Linked DNA regions of Sus scrofa: regions 1, 3 and 4 are each linked to region 2. Evidence: chromatin contacts called from public Hi-C and promoter capture Hi-C data. All regions are on one chromosome and are shown on one strand. Each heading gives the region's core, a stretch centred on a gene start, on an enhancer-like site or on the middle of the called end of the contact. The rest is flanking DNA. Distances are from core to core; before and after follow the strand shown. Region 1 holds the start of TWSG1 (twisted gastrulation protein homolog 1). Region 2 holds the start of VAPA (vesicle-associated membrane protein-associated protein A). Region 3 holds the start of NAPG (gamma-soluble NSF attachment protein). Region 4 holds the start of RALBP1 (ralA-binding protein 1).

Region 1 (3,419 bases), core at 35-2,534, 420 kb before region 2:
ACAAAACCTCTTTGGAGCCCTGATTAATAAGCGAGTGTGAAGGGGTCTTGAGACTAAAAAATTTGAGAACATCTGATCCACCATATTATTTTTTAATAGCTGGTTTAGCCCATTGCATGGGGTATCATAATTCATTTAATCAGTAAGCAATACCAAGAATAAAACCCTTAAAGATAAATTTGTGTTCATTCAATTATTTCTTTCAGATAATTTTCAGGGATGATTTTTAAAATGTATATTTACTTCCTGTACAAAAACGGACTAACATCAATAATTCAATCCACCCCCTCAGCCAGTCAACTCTTGCCATTCTTTCTGTTTTCCTCCAATGAAGCAAGGGCGATGTAGGCACTTAAGATCCTACCAGCTTAAGACTTTAGTTCTAAGTCAGCATTTCCCAGAGGGAAGTACTTCTGGATATTTTAGCCCGGTGGGCTCCAACTGAATCTCTCTGGAAACTTTAAAAAGCAAATTTCCAGGGTTGTGGGGAAGAACAGAGGGCCATTCTCGACCACCTTTATCTACATGCGAACTGTCAGTCACGGTCACACATGCTCCAGCAGCCCTCTCCTGCCACCTGCCCAGGTGTCCCCTGGTCGGTGTCCTTCTGGGTCAGCACCCCCGCGCCCCTGCTCTCTTCCAGGGCTGAGCACAGGGCCAGGCGCCCACTACGTGAACTGCTGGACGAAAGCTCTACTCTAGGAGATCCTTATTCCGGAGGTCTGAGGCAGCTCCCAGAAGTCTGAGCTTTTAATAAATCCTGCCTCCGTGAAGGGGTTCAGGTGTCAGCTGTACTGGGTACCGACTGGGTGCCTCAGTCTGGCATCCCTATAACCCAGCCAAGACCAGCTCCTTCTCAGGGTTCCTGTGAGGACCCAGCTCTTATGACCAGGATAAAGTGAATCCGAAGAGGGCTAGACCGAAGGGTCTGCAGGAGCCGAGGCCGGCTGAAAGGCGCAAGAGATGCGGGCGTGGAAGGAGGCGGGAAAGCGCTCTTGGGCGCCGGGGAGCTGTGTCTGGGGCGGGGTGTGGCTGTCGTGGGAGTAACCGCGGACGGGGCTGGGGGTCGAGGGCGTGGCGAGGCATCTTGTCGGGGCGGGTGAGAGCGTGGCCAAAGTCGGGGGTGGGGCCACGGGGCCTTAGGGCGCGCGGGCGGGGAGGAGCGTGGCGGGACCGGCGGGGCGGGGCCGTGGAGGAGCTGGTGGGGGCGGAGCCTGTAGGGCCGGGGCGTGGCGGACCAGGCAGGGGCGGACCAGGCAGGGGCGGGCCAGGCCGCGCAGTCCGGAGCGCCGGGGGGAGTGAGAGACGCCTCCTGGCGGGAGCTGGCGGCAGAGGGAGGGAGGAGGTAGAGGGAAGCGGGCCCGGGCACAGGCGGGGCGGCGGCGGGCCGGTGTCTGCGTCTCTCAGCGCCGAGGCTCGCGGGCGCTGCGCGGAGGACGGCGTGGAGGCGCGGCCTGCCTGCCTCCACAGCCCGCGGCGACACGCCGGGGACTAGGGCCAGGCGGCCTCGCGGCGCCGCGGCGCACGGTGAGCGGGCGGGCGGGCGCAGGGCTCGGGGTTCGGAGGCCGCGCGGACCGCGGGGGCCGGGAGGAAAGGAAGGGCCCGCGCGGCCTGGGCCGCGTCCGCGGGGAACGGCGTGGGGCGGGCGTCCTCCTGTCAGCGCCGCTCGCGGATGCGGGGCCGGCGCTTTGTTCCCCCTTGAAGGCTGCGTTACCTGCTGCGCCCGCGCCGCGTTTCCTTGAATACCTGTTCCGGGGAACTTGGGGAGTGGGATGAAGACGACCTTGGGAGGGGAAAATAATCCCCTTTTAGTGGCCGTGGGAAGGGAACGGTTCTGGAAAATGCTGAAATGCCTTCCTCCGCAGACTGGACTTCGCTTGCGGCCCCCGGCCCCCCAGCGTTACGCGAAGCCAAGGGGGCGCCTAACGGTCCTGGGGCCGGGGGCTCCCCGCCTCGCGAAGCCGAGTCCTGGACAAAGCCCTGGGTTCTCCTCCCCTTCTCGTTGCCTTTGCCTGGCTGTGCTCCCTGATACTAGAATAAAGGTTTACAGTAACCATAAAGGCCCGCAAAAGCACCTTTATCCGTCCTACTTCAGTAATTTATTTAATTGATTCTATTTTGGGGGTGCGCTTTAAACCCCAAGAAGTTACAGCTTCTCCTTTAAAGTGTAATGACCACGTGGGTTGTTTATCCACTGTCAGAATTTATGCTGGTCTTTTTTTTTTTTTCTTTTTGGACTTTAATATGTTCTTCAATAACTAGAATTAAAAGAATATCTTCACATTTTAATAAATTAGTGTCCTTAATGCAGTTAAGTTTACTCTTCCTTCTTTTATTCACTACTCCCACTGAACTGCTTTACTCTGGCTTAATTAATAGGCAAAATGAGAGAGTAATAAAACACTGGAATAATTTGGATTTTAAAATTTTGTTTTAATTCTAAGAATTAAAATATTGTAAAATGTTTTAAAATTATAATACAGTATTAATAGTATTGTCTTTACTGGCTTAAAGTTGAATCATGGGCCTGAAATCAAAGCTGAATAGTAGCAGTTTGGTAAGAAACTAGTTATTTGCTTAACATGTACATATACACACACACATTCACTTTAACTTTCAGTCACCATTTCTGAGTAGTCTGAGGAATTTCAGAAGCCTGTATTTTTGAAGATGGTTAACAAGATATTACTGTATAAAATTGTAGCTTTTTTTGATTCTTTCATCTTTCATTGAGAATAATTTTTAAACAGTCACTTTTGCCTTTTAACAAACAATGGGTCTTGGTTTATTTGTTTTACCCTTGCCTTTGAATTAAAGGTTGTTTTTTTTTTTCTTTTTGTTTGTTTGTTCAGCTTCCTGGGAGTTACTGAGTGTCTCTGAAGAAACATGAAGTCACTCTCTGTTGTTATGCTTACCCTGGTCATCCTGGTATTCCTGACATGGGTCCCTGTGTCCCTGAGTTGTAACAAAGCACTCTGTGCTAGTGATGTGAGCAAATGCCTTATACAGGTAGGACTAAAACTACTTTTTTACTACTATTAAAGTATATCAGAGTTCTCTCTGTGGCTCAGCGATAAGGAACCTGACTAGTATCCACTAGGACTAGTCAATCCCTGGCCTCGCTCAGTGGGTTAAGGATCTGGTGTTGCTGTGAGCTGTGGTGTAGGCTGGAAACTACAGCTCTGATTAAACCACTAGCCTGGTAACTTCCATATGTCATGGGCGCAGCCCTAAAAAGACAAAAACAACAACAACAACAACAACAAAAAACCCACCACAACCAACAGCAAATCAGGTATATTGTAGAGCAGATACAAAGTGCATATATACAGATAGACAGTGTCTGTAGAATACAGTGTAAGGGTGAATAGTAGGTCAGGGCCTGAGGTGCTGAGCCATGACACAATGGTCTGGGTTT
Region 2 (3,380 bases), core at 76-2,575:
TTTCAGTGCTTCTATCCTCCAAAGTTTCGGAGATGCATTACCCTCCTGTAACAGAGGCTAGTGTGATGCTAGGTTAGCTGTTCTGCAAAGCTCTTCCTAGAGGGGCGCTGATACCTGGACCGCAGTGAAAACATTAACACTGTGCCTAGCCTAGGCCATCGTCCCATTTGCCTCATTTGCTTTCTAGACAGACTGGGCTGCTCCTTCATGGCAGCATCAATTTGTCCTTTGTTCTGTGGTGCTTCCTAGGGATTTAAATTCGCAGTAGCATAACGATTTACTTATGGCACATTTCATGTTCCTGCCCATGATTACGCTGGCAATCGGTTAAAGATGGGTCAGCAACTTGGCTGTGGGTTTTTTCCCCCTTTGGTTCGGTTTACCAGTCTTCCGTAATGATGCAGACAGAATTCGTTTCCAACCTGTGAACGTGACCACTGTTTTGGTTTGGGCTTATCATTACCAGTCAAAACTGAAGAACAGAACTACAGCAACGAACGCTGCAGATTTTGACTTTTATTTCCAGTTTGATACGTGTGCCTCGTCAGATCCACAACGACGCGTCTGCTTTTTAAAGGAGGTGTGTTTCTTCCTCGGCTTTCGCATCACTGGAGAGAATTGAGGAGGCAGGAGAGTTCGGACTGGAAAACGACTGGGAATTCTGGCTACCGAGGAAGGGATGAAGAGAATTAGCAAAATGATAGATCCCCACATGTTTTTCATAAGGCATAGTTTATATTTCTAACCAGGTGAACCTTGGGTCGAGCTCCAAAAGTTCTTACTTCTCTTTTTTTAGCGCAGATGGAGACGCTCTCCGAGAACCAAAGTGAGTCTTAGCGCACCCCATCCCCTTTGCCTTTAAAGGACCCCTCTCCTTCCCGCCACCCACAGCAGCTACTACAATTCCCGGCAAGCACTGTACAGCGCCGCAGGGGGACCAGGCCGCGCGGAGACTTGCCCCGCGCGGAGCGTGCTGGGAGTTGTAGTCAACGAGCCTTGCTGCGCCTTCTGCTGTTAGGCATTCCAACTTGGTAGGTAGTGATGCACTGCAGTAGCAGGTTCCTCGCTGTCGTAATCGCAGTTAAACGTGACCGAGGATTGCGCTCTGCTGCCCTGCGGTGCGCGCCGCATCGGTGCCCTGGAGCCGAGCTCCGCCCAGGTCCACACCCGCTCCCTTGACAGCCGGGCCGGGCGTCCAGCTTGGCCCGGCCAGTGGCGCGCAAGCGCAGCAGTCCGCGGCGCGCCAAGCCGGCGTGGAGGGCAGGCCCTGCGCGAGACGTTCCCGGCCGCAGGGGCGCGCACGTAAGCACGCAGGAGCGTCACGTGGGGCGCCGAGGATCGCAGTGCGCGCGGCCGCGGCGGCTGGTGTGGGGTTGAGTCAGTTGTGAGACCCGGAGCTGCGGACCGGCGGGCGGCCCTCCGAGCCGGCGACACAGCGGTGGGCGTCGGGTTCGGGAGCCGAGCGCTGGCCCCGCGTCGACCCGGGCCGAGCCGCGCCGCCGCCCCCCGCCCGCAGCCACCGACCGGCCGCCGCGGGCGCGCCCCCGCTCTCCGCTGTCTCTCCGATGGCGTCCGCCTCCGGGGCCATGGCGAAGCACGAGCAGATCCTGGTCCTCGACCCGCCCACAGACCTCAAATTCAAAGGTGGGCTGGCGGGCAGGCGGGCGGGCAGGGTGGCGGCCGCGCCCGGGGCCCCTTCCCCCTCCCCCGCCGCCACGGCCCCTCCCGCGCGGGTGCGCGCGCCCCCGCCCCCCGCCCGGCGAGGCCGCCGCCATCTTGCGGCCCGCGGGCGCCTCGGTGCGGCGGTGGCGCTGGGCCCGGCCGAGCTGGGTCGGGCGGGGCGGGGCGGGGCGCGGCGGGGCGGGGCGGGGCGCGGGCGGGCTGGAGGGGGCGGCTCTGAGCGGTTCCCCCGGGAAGCGAACCCCGCCTGCGGGACAGTGTATCTGGGACTTGAGTTCCCGCACCGAGGACTAGCGCAGGGATCATGCAGGTGTGGCCGTTCCAGGGCTTGAAAGAGCAGCCTTACTGCCCTGCAGGGTTGCGTCCTGGAGAACAGCCATTAGGTGGTTTTCCTTGGGAGACGTTTGGGGTAGTCAGGAATTCTAAAGTGTTGCGTTCTGGGGTTTTGACAGCCGTGTTGTGTAACTGCCTTATTTTGCAAGCTCTTCAGTGTCTTCAAATTTCTTTGAATGGAAATGTCAGGGAGCTGCTTGTTAGGTAAGGAATTGATCTTAAGACAACCCCACGAAGTATTTTGAGAGGAATAAAGTACATTTTATTGTGGCAAGTTTGTGTGTGCAGCCTGATTTTACATGGTTTTCGCTGATAAAGAAAACACACCTTTGGGGAATCATGAAATGACCCAACTCAAATAACTGTTAACTTAGGATGGAGGAGTTTAGTGTGTGGTATGTGTTCTTTCGAGAATTTAAGTATTTTGCTTTGATTTTTTGGCAGGCGGAGTTTACAGAGGAAGTTTCTTCTCCTGGATAACCTGTGTGTATTGCCGCTAGGAGCTTAGACGCCTTTAACATGAGTTTTAGTTCAGGAAATATTCCTAGAGTTTGACACTTTCACAGTTGTAATGTTTTCATAGTAAGAGACTATTAGTAACAGAGAAGTAAGTTAAAAAAACAATCGTAGACTCTACACAGTGACGTAAAATATATTTAACCTAGTTAAGATATTGAAGAATTATTGGCTATGATATAGAACAGGTTGTTCTTGTGTTATGGATGAAAGTAATTCACAAGGCCTTTTAAAGTTTGGACATCAATTGACTTTTTAAAAAAGTTTTTCATTGAGGAATTTATAGGGACACGTTGTTTAGTAAACACTATTAAAAGCTTGGTGACATGTCTATGTTTAAGATACTCAACAAGGAGTAATTTATTCCAGAGGTATCAGCTAAGCAAGGTGGAGAAAAGATCCATAGTTTGTAGTTTGATGGGGAAAACGCACAGTCAACAACAGTAAAATGTGTTATGTTTTATCTTAGAAGGAGACAGGAAGGCGTATAGATGCTGTAATAGATGCAGAGCAAGCATGAGGAAAGAAGTCCCTTCCTCCTCCTCCCCTGCCCTTGCTTAGGAAGCTTGTTTTCAAATGGGGAAGAGGAGGGGGAGGGCTGGGGAAGGGAATGATTTGCTCTTCCAGGGATGTGAGAGAAGGTTGACTTATACTTAAATACCTAGTGGTTTGCTGTGTGCAGTTTAAGGTGGGTAATGGGGAGGCCTGGGAAAGAGGAGGGGTAGGATGAATTAGGAAGTGACATTTGGTGTCATTTGATTGCTTCTTAAAAGTTGTCTTAGTCAAAGGTAAATAATTTGCTTTGACTTTCTAATGAGCAGTTCAACATTAAGTGAGGAGACTCATTTAAA
Region 3 (3,328 bases), core at 32-2,531, 280 kb after region 2:
TCCTCAACCCTCTTAGGCCCCTGGCTGGGTCTGAACATGAAAGTGACAGACAGATTAATAGGAGGAAAGACTACAGATTCACTGAACAGAAGTTTTAGGTGATGTGGGAGCCTTAATAAAGAAATTATGACTGAAGGACCAGTTAGACTGTGGATTTTCTGCTGGGTTCCATGTGCCAAGGTGCCGTATTTGGGGACAGCGTTTCCCGAACCCCATATACCCTATGTGAGAGATGAGCTACCTGTACCTGGAGGACAGGAACACTCTGAAGACAGAGGTGCTGAAGGTGGTGAGAACAAAGGCCTTGCTAGTTTCCACAGGTCACTGTGCTGGGCTCCTGCCCTTGTCCCATCGTGTTTTCCCAGGACTTTCCAGCCTTTAGCACAGCAAGCATAAAAACACAGGAGTAACCACTTTTGCGGGTCTTCATTTCCTTATAAAGGCTCTCGTGTCGCACAAAACCTCTGTTAAATAAATGTGTGCTTTTCCCCCTGTTCCTCCATCTTGCCCAGTCTAGTTTACAGAGTCACACCTAGAGGGCCCAAGATGGTCCAGGAAGAGATTTCGCCCTTGGATGACTGGTCCAGTGAAATGCAGTTCAGGAACTTAGCTGCACCAGGGCCTCCTTGACATGTATGAGCACAGATTCCAGGGACGGGTCACGTTAGCATGTTGCTGCTTTGTTTTTCTCCAACCACTTTCAATTGCTCAGAGCAGTTCCAGTCCGTAGAGAACAGGGGCTTTTCCATACAAGGAGAAAGGAAGAGGGCCAGGGAGGCTGATGCACACGCAGAAGAGTAGTTACAATGATGGAACATGGAGCTTATAATGGGTAAACAGGGAGGTGTGAACAGGAGCAGAGGCCAGGAAGAGGTGGGAGTTCTGCTGAAGGTGAAAAATTATCAGAGCTAGAAGACAGCAAGAAATAAAGTGTCTGCTTGAAAGTGATGCGTCGGGGGCACAGTCACTAGTAATTAGTTACCCATGACTGGTAAGGTCGAGGGTGTGATCCTGGGGATGAGAGTATGAGCTAGTTGGGTGGAGACCAAGGAGCTGCAATGCTATCGCAGAATCACCTTGCAGGTGTTGAAACCCCACGAAATGTGAGTCGGACACGGAGTTACTGTTATTTCTGCCAGACCCTTGCTGGCGAACCTCGCTCCCGAACGTCACGGAGTGCTCACTTCTGAGCATCTGTCAGGGGTTACCTGACGGTGACCGACAGGCGGTAGGGGCGCACATGTAGTAAAAAATAAACGAGTCTATGCGGTCACGGATCGCAGTGCCAATGCGCTTTCAAGGGAGCGGGAAGCGAGATCCACGAGGGCCGGACTCGGTCTCTCGTTCTCCCTGGCGACCTGCCGGCACTAGGACAGTGTCTGACGCATAGTAGGTGTTCGACAAACCGGTGCTTGACGAACGAATGAATGAGAGAACCTCCCTCACTACCCACCACTGCTGCGCATGGAGACAAGCTAGCGGCCAGCTCGGGCGCTCTGCGCCTGCGCGGCGTTTCCTGCGCGGCTCCCGGGCCGCTTCGCCGCACTTGGTTTGAGCCCTGCAGGCCCCGGTGGAGCGGCAGCGGCGCCGTCCCGGCCTCCTCCTCGGCGTTCCCACGCCCACTCGGCGGGCTCTCGGCCTCCACGTCAGGGCCGCACCGCGGAGATGGCGGCGCAGAAGATAAACGAGGGACTGGAGCACCTCGCCAAAGCAGAGAAATAGTGAGTGAGAGGCCCAGCGCGGCCCAGGCCGGACGCCGGGGCCGGGCCCCTCCGAGAGCTGTCCGAGTTAGCATCGCGCGGGGGGCGCAGGGGCGGGCGAGCGGGGCTTGGGGGGGTGGGCGCTGGCCCGGAAGCGCTACCGTCGACCCGGAAGTTGTCGCGGCTCGGGTGATGGGGGCAGTGGGGGCTCTTTGGTACCCCGGAGCCCGGCAGTCTGGGGGCTCCCCCCACCTAGGCCGGTAGCCCCTCTTTTTCCTCAGTTAAGGTGTCCCCTGGTCCCTTGGAAGCTGGCAGAGTCGTAAGCAGGTCGTCACTAACTGAAGTTTAGAATTAAAGATGATGTTCATTGGGCAATTTGTAAGCACACCTAAGCTTGACAGTCACTAAACTGTAAGCCTGAAATTATTCTGAAATTAAAGTATTGCAGAAAGGGCAGGTTAGATAAGGATTCAATCGGATTGTACTTTGGTGTGGCGTTTGAGATGCCAAGTAATCCTGGAATCCTGGAAAGCAGCTTCTGTCTTCCAGTCGTCCTCGTCTTTCAGGTGGTCCTTCCTGTCCCCTGGTGGCTCATTGGAGTCTTTCTTGCTGACTCCCTCTGTCTCCCTGAGTGTCTTTTCTGTAGTCTTTCTGGCCTTTCTCTGCAGTCTTCCTGGCTTTTCTCTGCAGTCTTCCTAGAGAAACTTATGGGGCCCTTGGTGTGGCATCTGCTGATGACTCCTCGGTCATTCTCTGGCCTCTCCTGTGCTGCAGTCTCACAGGTCCCACTGCTTACTTATGTGCTTCAGCCCTTCTCAAGCTTTAATACTTCTCAGGGCTTTTTACACCCTGGATTGCCGCCGCTATTCCAGAGTGTCTGGTTCGGTAGAGCTGGGGCTCGCTCAGTGACTTACACTTTCTTGTACGCTGCCAGGTGGTGCTGCTCCTGCTAGTCTGGGGACCGTGCAGGAAGACCCTCCACTCTACTTGGACAGACATTTCAAAAGGGGGACAACTGTGTCTGTGACAATGGGAGGGGAAGGTAGTGAGGTTGTATGTGATTATCAGTAAGTTTCAATGGAGCTGAGTGAGATGGTGACTTTGTAGGGATGGTCCCCTCCCCCCCTTTTTAATGAGCCCATCAGAGCCTTTACAAGCAAGGTTCTTAGGAATGTGATTGGCCCATGGTCCCCTGCCCCCTTTAATGACCTATAAGGTGCTTACAAGCAGGGTTCTTACTTATGAACGAACATGGTTGGTAACTTGTGTTAATTGTGTCTTCTTTTCCTTTTAGCCTGAAAACTGGTTTTTTAAAATGGAAGCCAGATTATGACAGTGCTGCTTCTGAATATGGAAAAGCAGGTATGAGTGACTGTAGCCCAGTCCTTGTGGTGTGTAATCTTGACATGGGCTGCTCACTTCATCTCGGTATAATTCTTCCTCCTAACGCATCCTGTAGCATTTTAATTGTTTAAAAGACAAAACGAAACTGCCTGAATCCTTGCACTTGTCCACTTGTTTTCAGATGTCTTGAGTGTGAGCTGCAGATTCAGTGGCCTCTGCCTCTCCTGGGATGGCAGGATGGGAGCAGGGGATGCAGCTGCGCTTTTAGCATCCTTTATATGTTC
Region 4 (3,128 bases), core at 492-2,991, 340 kb before region 2:
ATATTCTCACAGATGCTAACTGGATTCTTAACTGCTGAGCCACAACGGGAACTCCAACACAGGAAATTTATGGCTCACAATTCTAACGTCTATAGGATCATCTACAGGACAGGTCAAACAGGTGAGATGGGATAGTGCAGCTCTAATGTGCAGCAACACAAGGGTCTCCCAGCGCACGTTTGACAGTACTGACTTCATCATCAGGCTGTACTGGTGCCTCTCCAATAAACCCTATCCCTCCAGGCTTTCCTCTTTAGGAGCAAAACAGCTGCCACAGTTGCAGACCGCATAAACTTTCACCATACCAGAAGAGCAAGAATGCTGCAGTTTACTAGAAGCTCCAACCCAAGTCTCAGTGGATCTCGTCGGCTCTGACTGAGTTAGGTGACCATCTCTGAAAGCCTCCACCACCAAAAGGAAGAATTATGCTGTGTGGCTTAAATGGGAGGAATAAATTGCAGGAGGCAACCAACAAATATGTTCCATAACCACACAAATTAGCCCTAAATAATAATAAATAAATAGCTGCATTGGCTCTCTCGGCTAGGTTCACATACTCAAAGCACTTTAGAAAGAGGTATGCTAGCCATGCCCTCTGAAACTGAAACACAGTCTCCATGCGGTCAGCTGTTTGTTTCCTCCCTCCTCCACTAGCACTCCAAGTCTCCTTTTGGCTTCATTCATTGCTGCTGCACAAAGGCCTCTTTTTGTTGTGAAGAAGGTGGCGGTCAGCTGTTGCTACAGTAAGATGCAATCTTCCCTCCCTTTTTTGTGTTCATATAACAATTTCCAGCAAGGGGTCAATAATGCCCAACTTGGATCAGTCCTATCCCTTGGCCCAGTCGGTGCTGCCAAAGGCAGAGTATTCTAACTGGCTTGGTTAACGTGCCGATCGATCCCAGTGGTGAGGACACTGTGCTGTTGCCAGTGAGGCAATAAGAAAATTTTAAAGCTGTCAAAACAATGGCAAGCACAGACCAACTTGGTATTTTATTTTTATTTTTATTTTTCCTTTTTCAGATAAAAGTTTTCATGGGTCCTGGAGATTCATGTATCTCCAGACTTAAACAGAAGCTTTTATTTTATTTATTTATTTATTTTTGTCTTTTTGCTATTTCTTGGGCCGCTCCTGCTGGCATATGGAGATTCCCAGGCTAGGGGTCCAATCAGAGCTGTAGCCACCGGCCTACACCAGAGCCACAGGAACCGGAATCCCAGCCGCGTCTGCAGCTCAGCAGCTCACGGCAACGTCGGATCGTTAACCCACTGAGCAAGGGCAGGGACCGAACCCGCAACCTTATGGTTCCTAGTCGGATTTGTTAACCACTGCGCCACGACGGGAACTCCCAACTTGGTATTTTAATTGTGGGCTCTTCTTGAAGGTCAGACAAGGTGGCTGCACTTTATTGAGAAGGAAATGTAAAGTACGAGGGAGACCTACTGTTAGCCTTGAGTAAAGAGCAAGGCAAGATGGATTAGAGAGGTCAATCTAAACATGGAATGAAGTTCAGAGGAGCATCGCAGGTGGGAATGTGAGGATCGGGAAGCGCCATCTATTCCGGTTTTATCATTCCTCTAATAAACCGCCACACTTTATGAAACAGTAACAGTTAAAGGCCCCTGGTTTCCAGCCATGCATTAGCACAATTCTTCCAGCTTTTGTGAAGGCGTTCTGGAGGAAGTACGGTTATTTTGGTCTTCTTCTAGATTCAATGCTTTTGGTTGGCAAGCTAACCGTGCGATGGGCAGTTCTAATTAAGGAGCTCCTCGGGAAACGCCGAGCCAGAGAAGGCGGTGGGAACTGGGACCCCGTTGCACCGCAAGACCCGAGGGTTTGCCTTCTGGACACTAATTTCAGGGATGCCGAGGTCAGTCCCGGCACGGAGTCTACACAAGTTTCTCCGCGGAGGCCACGGCGCTCCCTGTGCCGCAACCCGCAGCCAAAGTCCCCACGGAAGCCGAAGCCTCTGCGCCCAATCGGGGCGGGGGGAGGCCCCACCCAAGAGCGGGCCGAGCCGGCCTCCGGGCCGGTTTAACTGGTTACGGCTGAAACCCGCCGGCGGGAAGGTCTGAGCTTCCGCAGCTAAGAAACACGTTGCCCTCCTCCAGTCCGCGGCCAGCACCGCCCCAGCGATCCTCGCAGACCTCGCTTGGGCAAGGTGCGCGTCGCCCGCCACCACCAGGAACTGCGCAGGCGCCAGCGGACTCGAGCCCGGCGCGTCCTCTCGCGCGCTCCCAGCTCTCCCCAGCGGGCGCCGGGACCGGGCAGGCGTGGTGCTTCCTGGGTGTTGTAGTGCGCTTCCTGGCGGAGGACTGCCTACAGCCTCGGCTATGGGTTTCCGTGGACTACCGCTCCCAGCGTGCTCCACGCTGGGGGCATAGGGCGCCGGCCCTCGACGGCTCCGGCCTTCAGCGCCGAGCTGGGGACCCGGGAAGCCGGCTGCGGCGGGGAAGGAGTGCGCGTGCGCGCTGGCCCGGCTCGTCCGGTTCTGTCCCAATCATTGTAAACAGGCGGAGGCTGGGGCGGGGTGGGAATGGGGTGCCAGAGGCCGGCCCAGGGCTTAGCGAAGGAGGTGGTTGCGGCGGCGGCGGCGGCGGCGTGAGAGTCGGGAAGCGGCGGCTGCGGCAGGGCAGGCGCTCACCCGGCGCGGGCGCAGGTCAGTGGCGAACGGTGGGTGGGCGGGGGTCGCGGCGTATGTCAGCCTGGAGCGGGGCCAGGCTCCTGGCCGGCGCGGCGGGGGCGGGGGCGTGGCTGCCCTAGCGGGCTGGACCCGGCGGGTTCCTCCGCGTTTCGCCCCCACTGCCGGTCTCTCCCGCTCTTCAGCTGGCCTATCGGGACTCCGCGGTGTGTCCGGGCTCTTGGGTCTAGGGGAGGAGGGTGGGTTTGGGGCTCTGCCTCAGGCAGCCACTGAGCGCGGGGATGGAGCTTGGGGACTCGGCCCTTTACGTAACCGCAGCGGAACTGTGACCGGCCTCTAGTGCTGCCAGGTGGGCGGGGAGGGGCTCGCGGTCTTCCACCGCCAGCGCGGGAGCGGCAGAGCTCCGGGGCTTCCGCGGGACCGATCCGAGGGGAAAATTCTTTTCACAACCTTGTCTATTAGGTTTGTGCTTAAAGGCTTTATTGAGGT

The links. Promoter capture Hi-C pulls out the DNA fragments that hold promoters and counts their contacts. Hi-C and Micro-C count contacts between places; a contact is called where the count stands out from the background.
Region 1: a contact with region 2 is called in a promoter capture Hi-C map of fetal liver, with 3 times the contacts expected there. The contact joins the promoter of TWSG1 here to the promoter of VAPA in region 2. A contact is called at or near these places in 2 of 5 promoter capture datasets (fetal liver and liver), 1 of 47 Hi-C or Micro-C datasets (embryonic fibroblasts) and 1 of 2 datasets of contacts at active chromatin or transcription factors (skeletal muscle).
Region 3: a promoter capture Hi-C map of liver shows a contact between it and region 2, with 5 times the contacts expected there. The contact joins the promoter of NAPG here to the promoter of VAPA in region 2. A contact is called at or near these places in 2 of 5 promoter capture datasets (fetal skeletal muscle and liver), 5 of 47 Hi-C or Micro-C datasets (liver and skeletal muscle) and 2 of 2 datasets of contacts at active chromatin or transcription factors (alveolar macrophages and skeletal muscle).
Region 4: a Hi-C map of liver shows a contact between it and region 2, with 4 times the contacts expected there. The contact joins the promoter of RALBP1 here to the promoter of VAPA in region 2. A contact is called at or near these places in 1 of 5 promoter capture datasets (liver), 4 of 47 Hi-C or Micro-C datasets (embryonic fibroblasts, heart right ventricle and liver) and 2 of 2 datasets of contacts at active chromatin or transcription factors (alveolar macrophages and skeletal muscle).

The regions. Positions count from the first base shown.
Region 1 is chr6:98,676,187-98,679,605 of Sscrofa11.1, reverse strand. It overlaps TWSG1 (twisted gastrulation protein homolog 1), which reads left to right and starts at 1,284. Exons shown (of 5, transcript XM_003127831.4): 1 at 1,284-1,527; 2 at 2,854-3,010. The coding sequence starts at 2,888.
Region 2 is chr6:98,252,217-98,255,596 of Sscrofa11.1, reverse strand. It overlaps VAPA (vesicle-associated membrane protein-associated protein A), which reads left to right and starts at 1,325. Exons shown (of 7, transcript XM_021096053.1): 1 at 1,325-1,644. The coding sequence starts at 1,566.
Region 3 is chr6:97,972,927-97,976,254 of Sscrofa11.1, reverse strand. It overlaps NAPG (gamma-soluble NSF attachment protein), which reads left to right and starts at 1,281. Exons shown (of 12, transcript XM_021096051.1): 1 at 1,281-1,721; 2 at 2,995-3,062. The coding sequence starts at 1,666. It overlaps LOC106508392 (a long non-coding RNA gene), which reads right to left and starts at 1,488. Exons shown (of 3, transcript XR_002344996.1): 1 at 248-1,488.
Region 4 is chr6:98,597,558-98,600,685 of Sscrofa11.1, reverse strand. It overlaps RALBP1 (ralA-binding protein 1), which reads left to right and starts at 1,741. Exons shown (of 11, transcript XM_003127830.6): 1 at 1,741-2,657.